Linked DNA regions of Mus musculus: regions 1 and 3 are each linked to region 2. The links are chromatin contacts, called in public Hi-C and HiChIP or PLAC-seq maps. All regions are on one chromosome and are shown on one strand. The core of a region is the stretch at or near the end of the contact, and the rest is flanking DNA. Distances in the headings are between cores, read along the strand shown.

Region 1 (4,149 bases), core at 533-3,032, 3.0 Mb before region 2:
TTTCATCTATCCCCTTTGCTAACACTTTGAACAAGCACACTGCAGTCATTCTTGCTACCAAAAGACAGAGTACATACTTGCTACCCAAAAGAAAGAGCAACATGTTAGAAATTAGTTGGTCTTTTAATAGAGTGCATTTTAAATTGCATGGCCTTTCCCTTCCTTTTATAAAACCTGTTTTTATAAAACCAGCATTTTAATAATCTCACTGCAAAACAGGTTCTAGCAAGCACAGCAACTGATCCCAGTCTCTCGGCATGATCAAATTTAGATGAAACCCCAGGGGAAGAGAGAGCGTAACAAGCAATTTACCTATACCTCAATTGTTCTCTGGAATTCTTCAAGAGGCAAAAACTATTTTAAATGGTTATCTTGAAAGACCTTTAATTGCACTAATTTGGGGCTGCACTAATTTGAGGTTGTTTACAGTGAAATTACTTTGAAGAATTCCCTGCTAACCCAAGGTATTCTAATACTACTGTTACTTAAGTCTTCCAGCAGCAAAAAGGCACAAACTTCATTAAGTTATTGAAAGCAGATATGCTATCGTCAGATAAGTGTTCCCATCTGTTTAGAGACGAACCCAAGTTAACTTATTTCAGACGGCATTTAGTTAAAATGAAATTAGGTTATGTTTCACGACGCAGATGTCGCTCACAAAGAAGTGTTAAATGACTTTAGTGAATGGAAAATCTGCATCTACTGTTGCTTCGCATCAGCCGGTCTTGAGTGGGTTGCTCAATGAAGCAAAAGCATGCTCCATATGAAACTCCCTGGAACCTGATTACACTCTCCACAGCTTAGCCGCAAACAAAACGTAAAAAAAAAAAAAAAAAAAGTGCAACGAAGACACCGCCTTTTCTCCAGTGTGGCAAGAAGGCCAACGGAGCTGAGGTTTAAGGAACACCGCGACAGTCTCTGCAAAGGCGGGTGCGGTCCGCCTGCGAGCGGCACAACCTCTTCAGGGGCTGTCACAGGAAAACCCCAAGCCTTGCCTTAACCGCCCGGGGCGACAAAGCGCCAGGTTTTCACCCCCTGCGCGGGGGGCTTCCGGCGAGCCCCGGCGTCGCCCTGTCAAACTTCGGGAGGGGCAGACACACTCGGGACCCGGAACGCCGCCGAGCCGCCCCCGCCCCCATCCCAGGTCCCCACTGGGCTTTGTACCGCTGCAGACGCACCTACCGCGGGCCCCAAAAAACACGCCACCCCCGCCAGCCCTGCCAATCTCCCTCTCAGAAGGGACAAAGGAGAGGCAGGAGGGGAACTCGCGGCGCGGGGTACCCACGAGTGCCCACAGCCCGAGCTCAGAACGTAGGACTGAGGGACTACAGTCACCCCAAAAGGCACGACTCCGCTGCTCCCCAACACCGGGCTGAGCGCCACTCACCGATGCGGAGCCCCAGAGGAGGCGGCCCGCAGGGAGCAGGCTTCCGTGGGATCACAGGGACGCCGGAGTCCGGGGCCTTAGTGTCCGGTGGGACCCCCCCTCCTCAACTTCTCTCGGCTGCGGTCGCCCGCGGGAACTGAGAGCCAGCCCGGACGGAGAGCACAGGCGAGCCGCGGCGGGGGCTCGGCCCGGAGCGGCGAGCGAACTCGGGCTCCTCCGCCCGCGGGCCAGGGCGGAACCTCTTCCTTCTCTACCGCTACCGCTCTCGGCGGTGGCCGAGTCGAACGCCGCTGCCGCCCCGGCTGCCGCTGCCGCTGCCGCTGCCGCTACCACCGCCGCCCAGCTGGGAGCGCGTCGCAGCAGAATGCTGTCATCCGCCCTGACACCGCCTTTCTGGGCGCCGCGAGCCGCCACCAGCCTTCACATCCCAAGGCCCGCCCCTCTCGCAGCCCCGCCCCCAGCCCGGGCCTGGGCCACGCCCCCTTCCCGTCACGTGACGCCGCAAGGAGGCGGTCCCCGGGTAGCTTCTGCTGGGCGGGCGCGCAGAGGCAGCTGCTGGCAGCTCGTGGTGATGGCGAGCTGTCATGTCACCTCCCCTCCGCTCCCCTCCCCGCCCTCGAGGTTCCCTCTCAGGAAGCCCTGGGGTGGAGGGCCGGCTACCCGCAGGTCTCTGAAGTGCTCGCTGGGCAGGACCCGCCTCCCGACCTCTGGCCGGGCCCACAGAGGAGGCTGCCAGGAGAAATTGGGGCTTGAGAAGCAGCCAGGAGTCCCTGCTGCCTAAGTTCCAATGACACGTTCACTGTGGTGTCTCATTAGCTGTTGGCCTCACAGGAGGTTTGAGATGTAGACTTCAGTCACGCTGGGATGAAAATAGCCTAGCAGGCTTTCTTGTTATTGTTCCTAGTCATGTTCAGAATCCTGGGTGCCAGCTTTTACAGTCATGAAGTTTTACAGTGAGGTTGGTGACGGTTTTAGCGACGTGGCAAGTTGATAGTACCTCTCAATTTGAACAGAAAGCCTAATTTAACTCTTCGGATTTTGTTGTTGTTGTTGTTGTTTTGTACCTCAACTCTTGGCTTTTTTTGTTTTTTGTTTTTTTAACCATGACCCCAGAAATCCCTCCCCATCCTGTGGAGAGGAAAGGGGCAGAACTCATCACTGGAAGAAAGCCAGTTACAATACAGAAGAAGAGAAAAGCGACCTAACAGTGCAGAAGGAGGAATGAGCTGCCTCTAACAAGGCCATTCTCTACGATAAAAATTCAATTCCTTATTCCTTTATCCTTCTACTCTGGAACCAAGAATTTTTTTTTTAACTTTACACAATTTCCATTACATTTCTTGACAGGAAATCAGATGACATTCTGATCGTTTGGATACTTAAGTAGGCCATAGGATTCTGCCTGTTACTGATGTATTTCATAGCAGCTCTAAAAAATTTGCAGACGTGGCCATTTTGTTGCCCAAAGAAAGAGCAATTTACTGCTCAGTTAAATAATGCCAGGCCGCTGATCTTTAAAACACATCTTGATGCAGCTATGTTAACATTTGAAAAACAATTAGATTTTGTCATGAAGGACTGTTCCAATGAGGGAAAGATTCTGCCACATTCTTCTGTTAAGAAACCTAAGAAATTATATTTGTATTTTACATAAACATAAGGGAAGTTTATTGTTTTCTTGTTTTGTTTGTTTTTCTTGCTTGATTGTTTTGTTTTGTTTTGTTTTTCAAAGAGACAGGGTTTCTCTGTGTAACCCTAGATGTCCTGGAACTCCTTCTGTAGGCTATGCTGGTCTCAAACTCACAGAGAGCTGCCTGGCTCTCTCCTTTCTGAGTGCTGAGGCAGTGCAAGGCAGGAAACATTGTTATGTGATGGCGGTAACGTTCCAGTTTATCAGCAGATTGAAATGTCACTTATCTGAAGCAATGCTGTTTTTTTCAGACTAACAAAAGCCAATGTCATTTTTTAATGAATTGGGTTTTAATGAGATATAATCTAAAAGATAAGAATGCATAATATCTAAACCAAGCAATAATCAGTTCGTGGGAGGCTGGAGAGATGAGGCAGTCAAGAGTACCTGTTCTTGCAGGTCCTGGTTTCTATTCCCAGCACCCATGTGCTGGCTGGTGGGTCCAGGAAATCCCACCTCTTCTGACCCCCTCAGGCACAGGGCATGCACATGCAAGCAAAACACCCGTACACATAAAATAAATCTTTTTTAAAAGTTACCTTGTGAGTAGCTGGCCATAACAGCCCATCTCTGTAGAGTTTAAGACCAGACTGTTCTTTCTACATAGCAAGTTCAGGACTACATAGACTCCTAGAGAGACCCTGTATTTAAAAACAAATAATCAGGGTAAAAGTATGTCCCTTGTTGTTATTTAAATTGTATTTCTTACTGTGACCTGCAGTTAAATATATTTAAACAATTTTCCTAGAATATTAGATAACAAGAAAAATATACCTTCTTGGCTGTTTGGCTGTTTCCTTTGCTTTCACCCTGAGAATTGAAATTGAAGATTGCAACAAAGGAGGCGGCAAATTGCTTTGCCTAATTCCCTTCTGCCTCAGCCCCAATTTCTTCAATTGGCCTTTGAAAATCTGGCCATTTCTGCAGTGTAAAAGAGGGTATGAGCAATAAAGAGACCTACATTAGAGACGTAGCTAATTAGATATGTATCTAGATAAATTACTGTACCGCCAGTTCTGATAAGAGTCGGGCTTTTGACTACAAACTCATTAAGGAGTGGTAGCTTCCCCAC
Region 2 (4,110 bases), core at 360-2,859:
GGTTCTGTTGCTTTTGGCTTGTTAAAGGCAAAGCAACATTATCTCTGGATTGCCAATAGTTTCTCCTTATTTGGCTAACATTGAGAGATCCCAATCGGACTACTATAAAACTTTAACATGCACAAAGCATCCATTTTGAGAAAAGGTTGTGATTAGCTTTGGTTTTTTTTTTTTCTCTCCCCCTCCCCACCACCACCACCAAAAAATAAAAAAATAATAATAATAAAGTTTGGCAACTGTCTTTGAGGAGTACACAGTGTTTATTCCCATCTTCCCTAGCCCCGGTGTGCACTCCAGGAGCCAGGACTCAGGGATCTGTGACTGCGACCAACTTCGAGTACAGGAACCCATAGACTCCAGTTACGAGGTGGGCAAGCCCACTCGGGAAGACTTCCCTTATCAGATTCACTACCAATCCCCTCTCTTTCAGCCACTCCGGATTAGCTAATTACACCCCGTTTCCCCCTCCCCAGTGACCAAGAGTAATAAAGGAGAAAACAGGAAATCGTTCGCTCGGGGCACCCGGCTTTAAGGGTTCGGGCTTTAAGGGTTCGGGATCACTAATATCATCATCCTCATTTGTAATCAAGTCCTAAAAATGTACACCAACACCAATGCCCACCTCCAGGCCAGTGGGCTCCATCTGCCCCAAGAGTCCCTGTTAGTGGATTTTTTTTTTTCAACAACCCTCCCCGCCCCACGGTCTATCACTGACACCGGGCCTCGGCACAACCCATTACTCTCCGGCTCGGCTTGACCCAGACTACCAGACCCAGACACATGTCCACAAATGGCCCTGGAGGCCCCCAAGAGGACCACAGTCCATTCTGCCCCGCGCCCAGGAACATCGGCCGGGTCCCCCCCCAAACTGCACAGGCTGCGGGCGAGCGGCTCTGGAGGGGGGCCCGGAGCCCCGCGCCCCAGCCAGCCTCCCGCGACGGAGCCGCCCCCTCACCCGCAAGCAGGGAGTCTCCCGCCACCCCCCGGCCTCAGCCCCGGCCCCGGGCGCGAGCACCACAGCGGGCCCCGGGGTTCCGGGGTCCGGATGAGGGGACGCCGGGCACACAGACCTGGTGCAGGGCGGTGAGTCCGTCCACATTGGCGTAATTGATGTCGGCGCCGCGGTGCAGCAGCTTGAGGACCTCGTCCGTGTCGCCGCTGGAGCAGGCGGCGAGGAAGACGGCGCCATCGTCGAACTTCACCTTGGTCTTCTGGCGCTTCACCACGGGCGGCTCGAGGTCCGTCTCGGAGCCGATCCAGCGCTTCAGCTGCTCGTTCCGCTTCTGCTTCGCGTCCGCCATCTTCATCCCCTCTCCAGCCGCCGGCTCCTCTTATCGCGAGCTGGGGCGGGGGGGAAGGGGGCGGCGGCGGCGAGGGGACGCCGCCGGGGGGAGTATGCGACCGCGTCGGCGACAGAAAGAGAGAGAGAGAGAGAGAGAGGGGCCGGAGCGGAGCGGAGCCGCGAGCCGGGGAGGAGACGCTCGAGACTTCCAGTATCCCACAGAGCACTGGGGCGAGCCCGGCCGAGCGGGCCTCTCTTCCTACCACAGACGCCCTCCCGCCCCCGGCACGGCCGCCCGCCCGTCAGTCCGTCAGCCGCGGCCCGGCTGAGCGTAACTTCGCGAGATCGCGGCCGGGGAGGCGCCCTGCGGCCCAGTGCGCATGCGCGCTCCCGCCTCGGCCTGGGCCTCGGCTTCGGCCCGGCCCAGGAAGAGCTCGGGGGCCGAGCGCTGGCGGGGGCGCTACCGGAGGGAAGCGGGTGTGGCTCTGGCAGCCGGGGGCTGGGCCGCTCCTGGAAGGGAGGAGGCCGGGAAGGAAGGTTGTCTCGTCCGGCGGGACCGAGAGCTCTAGAGGCAGCCGGGTCGGGCGGCGAGGCGGGACCGGGCTGACCTGCCTGCCTCCTCCCGGGCTCGGCGGGCCGCGCGAGGCGTCTGCCCGGGGCGGAGGGTTTTCCTATTGGCTGCGTGATTTGAATGGAGAGGACACGGGTCGTGCATTAGGTGCTTGTGGGGGTTGCTCTTCCCGAGGAACTCGGGGGGAAACCCGGGCGATCCTGATGAGAGCGTTTTAAAAGTGGGGTCGGAGTCGTCTCCACGGCCCCGGTGGCATTGACCGAGGTGATCGCCTACTGGCAGGGGATGGTGACCTGCGGTTAATTGCAGTGGCTTCCTGCAAACACCCACTGCAGAAATGTCTTTCCTCTTAGGCTTGCTCAGTATTGTTGTTTTGTTTTTCCCCCGTCTTTAAGCCTGTTTTGATTTCTTCTTCCTCCATCGCTTTTCGGCCTGGGTGGCACTGCCCATGAGGGCTAGTTCAGCCTTGTTAACTGCTCCTGACCTTTTAAGGGATTTACGGTTTCAGCTCCATTGCTTTCTATGGAGTAAAGACCCGGCTGCGTCTAGAATTCAAAAGGAATGTGGACGAAGGCAGTTACTTCGACTGATATTTATCCAGTACATGTCTAAAAAGTCGTGACTTCCTAGGCTCTGAAAATACAGTAAATACGATTTATTTGAGCCCATTTCTTAAATTCTTGTGTTGCAAAGAACATCATAAGGAGATTTTAGCTTTGCCTTTTCTAAACACTCTCCCGTCCCATACACTTTAGATCTATAATGTCATAAAACCCTACCACTGGTCCTTTTTGGGAATCCTGTAGACTGTGAACCCCCCCACCCCCAAAGAAAATAGTTGCCTTGCCCCTAACCGCCTCCCAGTGCTGGGAATACAGCAGTGAAAAGTTATTTTCTTACTCTTCAGCATGTTGCCTTTCTGGTAGATTAGAATAACTGAGTAAAATATGCTGGGGGAACCACCTTATAGAACTGAATATTCTGAATTTCAATGTTAGGAATAGTAATAAAATCCAAGCTAAGATAAAACTACTTCCTTGAAACACAAAACGAGTGTGCCACACATGAAATACATCTATATCTTCATAAAATGTATTGAGGATCATACCACTAGACCTCTGCACAACAATGAGAACAGTGGTGTTTGGTACTGAATCATCATCATCATCTTCTTCTTCTTCTTCTTCTTCTTCTTCTTCTTCTTCTTCTTCTTCTTCTTCTTCTTCTTCCTCCTCCTCCTCCTCCTCCTCCTCCTCCTCCTCCTCCTCCTCCTCCTCCTCCTCCTCCTCCTCCTCCTCCTCCTCTTCTTCTTCTCTCTCTCTCTCTCTCTCTCTCTCTCTCTCTCTCTCTCTCTCTTTCTCTCTCTCTCTCTCTTTCTTTTCCAGATACGGTTTCTCCATGTAGATCTGGCTGTCCTGGAACCCACTTTGTAGACTTCAAACTCAGAAATTGGCCTGCCTCTGCCTCCCAAGTGCTGGGATTAAATCTGTGTGCTACCACCATGGAGCAGGGTCATGAATTTTCTTAACGTGAAACTATAAAATCCCTATGCACAGAATATGGCCCTCCCAATCAAAGAAAAGAATTGAGTATACTCTTACCAGCTCTCCTATCTACCTAGAGAAAACTGACTTTTCCTTGTTTTCTGAGAACATTCTGTCTATTTATTTGCTATTAAAAGTGCTCTTGAAATACACATTCATTGGAATTTCACATTTTCATTTGGGCAAGAGGACTGCAGTGGGAGATATGCCATTTCTAACTCAAGCACTTCTTTCAGGACATAAAAATAATACAAAAACAAGACAATAGTTCATTAACAAAACATAGTTAATTCCAATTCCCAAAAGCTATCAATTAAAAACAAAATAGAAACCTCAAACCTTGGGCTGTTAGCTTGTCCAGACTTCATTTGAATTTAGCTTTTTATTCTCCATAACTGTTAAGGTCAGACAGCTCTTCCTGTTGCCACCTGTACCAGCTCTGTCTTTTTAGAATTATGTATATATATATAACATAACATGAAAGATCTATAGTTCATTCAGAAATAAGCACAACACTTTATTAGAACATATAGAAAGCCACCATTTCATATTATGTTAATTACTGAGTGGTCTAAGCCGAAGTTGAAGAAATACAAATATGTCCATTTCCTAATGACTTGTATGTAAGTTAGAGTGCGGGGATTTTAGTTCCTTTAAGGCAGATGGACTCTTAAGGTGGAAGCACGTGTGTTTTAGAACCTGAATAAATGTTT
Region 3 (4,005 bases), core at 1,101-3,600, 3.3 Mb before region 2:
ATCAGAATTTAATTTCAACGTCTTCAAATACAATGAAAGAGTCGACTTTATGAGAATGTCCTGGGAATACTGAACCCATTTTTTTTTCATGTTTGCCCCCCTCCACCACCCCTTTCCCTTTTTCTCTTCCAAGATCAGGGCTTACTAAGAAATCTGTTTCTGAAAATAAAGTTTCTTTTTTTTTTTTCTTTTTTTCTTTTTCTTTTTGGCGAGGAGGGGGAGGAGGTGGCCTACATTCAGAAATGTCTTAGATTAGGCATAAAAAAACTAATAAATAATCATAATCCAAAATAACATTAAAATAAAATTACAGTACATAAATTGTTCCTACAAAGGTCCATTACGTTAGGTGATCCTTCCAAAGGTCCATAAATAAAGTCATCTCGACGCAAAATCTGCTTCCTGCAACTGTGATGAACATTATGCAGAAAACTACGAGGGAACTGCAAGCGCGCGTTATCCGTCGGGTGAAGTCCAAACTACTTGATCAGGCGCGGGGTGGGGAGACTCTGTTGGTTTTGATCCAAGTGAACTGAATAGCAATGCACTCTTCCCACTTTCCGAAGTCCTCAAAACCTGGAAAGAAAGGACACGGAATGAAATGAGTGACTCAGGAGTCAAGACCCTGTTCCCTCCCGGCCAGTACAAAGGACCGAGTGCCCAGAAGGACACCAAGGTCTTTACGTTGGTGCGGAGGCACACAATAAAGCAGCCCAAAGGAGGATGGCACTGAACAAGAGTGATCACCACGGTGGTGGGTAGGTGGTCCCCGTGCCCTGCTCCCTGGCGGAATTCCTCCGGCTCTTCTCTCCCCGCCCTGCCTCTACAAGCTCCGGCTTGCCCATCTTCTTTCCACCTCTCCAGAAACTTGAAACGATTTTTTTTTTTAAACTTTGCTTCGGGAGCGAAATCGGTCAACAAGCTTCCTACTCTTCCCAACAGCCATGCTGGCACGTTTCTAGGTGTCCCAGGTTGCCAGGACCTTACCTTGAGTGGCCCGGGTGCCGCCCTCTTCAGGCAGAGTTGGAGGTGCTGCGGAGAAGCCGGTGACCCTGCGGCTGCGAGTGAAGAGGCTGGTGCGCGTGCTGGAGTTGGTACGGGTGAGGGTGAGGGTGAGGGTGCGGGTGCGGGTGCGGGTGTGGGTGCTGGTGCGGGTGAGAGTAAGGATGAGGATGCGGATGCGGGTAGGAGTGGAGCTGTTGGGGTTGGGGTTGGGGCTGAGGTTGGGGCTGAGGTTGGGGCTGGGGTTGGGGTTGAGGCTGGATCTGCGGCTGGGGCTGGGGTTGGATCTGCGGCTGGGGCTGGGGTTGGATCTGCTGCGTCTGCGGAGGCTGCTGCTGGACCAGGTGCTGCTGCTTCTGCCTGGTAGACTTGACCGCCAGTATGGCCTGGCGATTTTTGTACTGCACCATCTGCAACGTGATCTCGGCGTTCCAGCCCTGGTCCTGGGGGCACCGAAAGTCGATCTCTTTGCCCTCCGTCATCACCACAGTGAAGTACATGTACTTGCCCTTGCGCTCCACGCAGTCTACAGTCTTCATATTGGAAAAGTGCAATTCCTTCAGCTTGACTGGTGGCTCAAGGCTGGCGACGGTGGGGCCACTAGGTTGGGACGGTTCGGCCGTCCCCTGCCCGGGCTGTTGCTGCTGCTGCTGCTGTTGTAGCTGCTTGGGCGGTATGAGCAGTAGCCCTTCCTCGGTGAGGATGCAGCACTTTTTCTTCCAGAGCTGCAGCAGCCCGTCGCTTCGCTTTTCCAGCACTCCTTCCTTCAGCGCCTTGCAGCCGCTGTTCTCCAGCATCCTTCCGGCATAAGGGGTGCTGCTGCTCCGCTCGGCCTTCAGGCTTCCAGACGCTCCGGCTGGGGGTAGCAGTAGCAGCCCTGCGCCGTCCTCGCCCCAGCGGCTTCCGCGGCCGCCCGCCCGGAGCGCGCAGAGAAGGCTGACTCGCAGGAGACAGAGCGGTGGCGGCGGCGGCGGTGGCTCGGGGTCCCGGCAGAGGGACAGGCGCGTCCTGACTCGCCACAAGATCCCGGAGCCGTGAGCGGGCTGCTCTCTGCCGTCCTCCGGCGAGCGCTCACTGAAGGGCACTGGCCGGGGCCCCTCGCGGCGCTTTTCAATGGGCCACCCTCCCCACCCCCGAGTGACACCCAGCGGAAAAGGCGGCTCCTGGCGCCCGCGCCGCGGGGGAAAACCCAGCTCCGAGAGGCGCTCGGCAGCCGGCGTACGCCTCATTAACTTGGGGCCTTCCCAGAGCCCGCCGCGGACACGCCCCCCGCCGCCGGCTCCGCCCCAGCCCCGCCGCCGGCTCCGCCCCCGCCCCGCCCCACCGCCCACGGCCGCCCGCGCCGCCTGGAAGCAGGTTCTGGAAACTCCTGGAGGCTCCACGCGGTCGCTGAGGTCGCCGCGGCTGCCGGGCGGCGACTGCCGACGCCCAGAGGGCGCCGAAAAACCATCCCCCCACGGACCGGCCCTTCCTTAGCAGGTGGGCTCTCCGCTGCGGGGGTGGGTAGCAGATCCAGGCAGGCCTGGGGAGCCACCCCTGGGGTCAACGCGGAGCCGACTCCAGACAAGGGCATAAAACTTAGGGGACGAAGTTCCATAGCGGGCATTACCCCCCCCCCCCCCATAGCTATGTAAACATCTCAGGGAACAAAACCCAAGAGTGCTTCGAGCTTTTTTGTTGTTGGTGTTGTTCAGCCATTAAATAAATAGTTGTTCCTGGGGGCAATTAGCTAAGGCAAAACAATAAAGCTACCAGTTTGTAGTGACAGGGAAATAAGGGTGGACTCACTCCAGGTATACATTCTTGACTTCCTTTCCTGCCACAGAACACAGGCAAAATAGCCAGACTCACCAAGCGGTTTTTGTTTTTGTGAGTGTATGTTTTGCTTGTGTGTGTGTAGTACGTATTGTATGAGAACGCAGGTCAGAAATCAGCAGATCCCTAGAACAGGTTCTGGGAATTGAACCTCTGCGAGGAGTGCCATCTCTCTAGGCCCTCGGGTTTCCTTCTAGATCAGACCTTGCAGTCCACAGCAGTAGCAGGGTAGGCAGATGTCCAGCATTGGGAGGTCATACACACAAGCCTTGGCGAATGTCCTACAAACACCTGTGGGAATCTGACTCTGGAAAGTCCTAGTCTCCGTCTTGCCTTTAAACCTTTCCTGATAAGGTAGACTATAAAGCACAGATCTAGTCTCCAGTTTGGGAAAATAACCTCTAAGCCTCCTCTCACCATAAGGAGATAGGACAAAACAGGCTGTTGGTCAGACAAGGGCTGCTGCCACACCGCCAGGAAGAATCAGGAATCCAATCGAAGAGAATGTCGAGGATGAACTATTCAAAGTCTTTCGTGTGTCGTGCTATGAAACTCGAACTTAATCTGAGAGCTAACAGAAATGTCTTCTCGAAAACAGAGTTCTTGGACCTTCACCCAAGGTTCTGATCAAATGGACCAGTTCAAAAAAAACAATTCTGAGTCTTACATTTGGACTCATTTTACAGCCTTTCGTTTTTGTTCCCCATTCCCCCCCCCCCCCAAAAAAACAAATGTAAAGATTTCTAATGTGATCATGCATAAGCATTATCTTTGTGTATACCAAGAATAGACTTGTAATTCTGATTACTAACCACCTTAATTTCTTTCCCCCACCTCTGTAGAACAGGTCAGCACTCCAGAGTTCCTATACTACCAGCTGTCTTTTTTCAGCAGAACAGCATTCTCTTGTTATCTGGAAAGTGCATTTATAGTATCCAGAGTCCCTAAAGCCAGGTAGAGGTTTGTAGCCAACACAGAGAGGCATAGTTGAGAAAGGTATCCCATTTGGAAAAGCACTGAACTGTGAACTGTAGCCCAGTTTACCAGGCACTATTTTTCCTAAAACAGTTGCAAATGCCCAGTCATCATAGATTTCCAACGTGTTCACTTCATTCTGACTAAAGACTTTAAAATTCCCTGATTCCCTCTGGCTGTTTCACAATTAGTATTTCTGTGGTAAGCTATGTG

Evidence for each region. Hi-C and Micro-C count contacts between places; a contact is called where the count stands out from the background. HiChIP or PLAC-seq counts read pairs in DNA pulled down with a chosen protein or histone mark.
Region 1: a contact with region 2 is called in an H3K27ac HiChIP or PLAC-seq map of bone marrow-derived dendritic cells, with 5 times the contacts expected there. The contact joins the promoter of Osbpl8 here to the promoter of Ppp1r12a in region 2. A contact is called at or near these places in 1 of 39 promoter capture datasets (the C10 cell line), 1 of 484 Hi-C or Micro-C datasets (B cells) and 2 of 115 datasets of contacts at active chromatin or transcription factors (astrocytes and bone marrow-derived dendritic cells).
Region 3: a contact with region 2 is called in a Hi-C map of B cells, with 7 read pairs. The contact joins the promoter of Phlda1 here to the promoter of Ppp1r12a in region 2. A contact is called at or near these places in 2 of 484 Hi-C or Micro-C datasets (B cells and CD4 T cells).

The regions. Positions count from the first base shown.
Region 1 is chr10:111,162,435-111,166,583 of GRCm38.p6, reverse strand. Osbpl8 (oxysterol binding protein-like 8) reads right to left here and starts at 1,782. Exons shown (of 24, transcript NM_175489.3): 1 at 1,388-1,782.
Region 2 is chr10:108,159,597-108,163,706 of GRCm38.p6, reverse strand. It overlaps Ppp1r12a (protein phosphatase 1, regulatory subunit 12A), which reads right to left and starts at 1,609. Exons shown (of 25, transcript NM_001368736.1): 1 at 1,071-1,609. The coding sequence starts at 1,307. Gm40754 (a long non-coding RNA gene) reads left to right here and starts at 3,270. Exons shown (of 4, transcript XR_872014.2): 1 at 3,270-4,110.
Region 3 is chr10:111,504,631-111,508,635 of GRCm38.p6, reverse strand. Phlda1 (pleckstrin homology like domain, family A, member 1) reads right to left here and starts at 2,350. Exons shown (of 2, transcript NM_009344.3): 1 at 988-2,350; 2 at 1-576. The coding sequence starts at 2,231. The coding sequence ends at 1,014.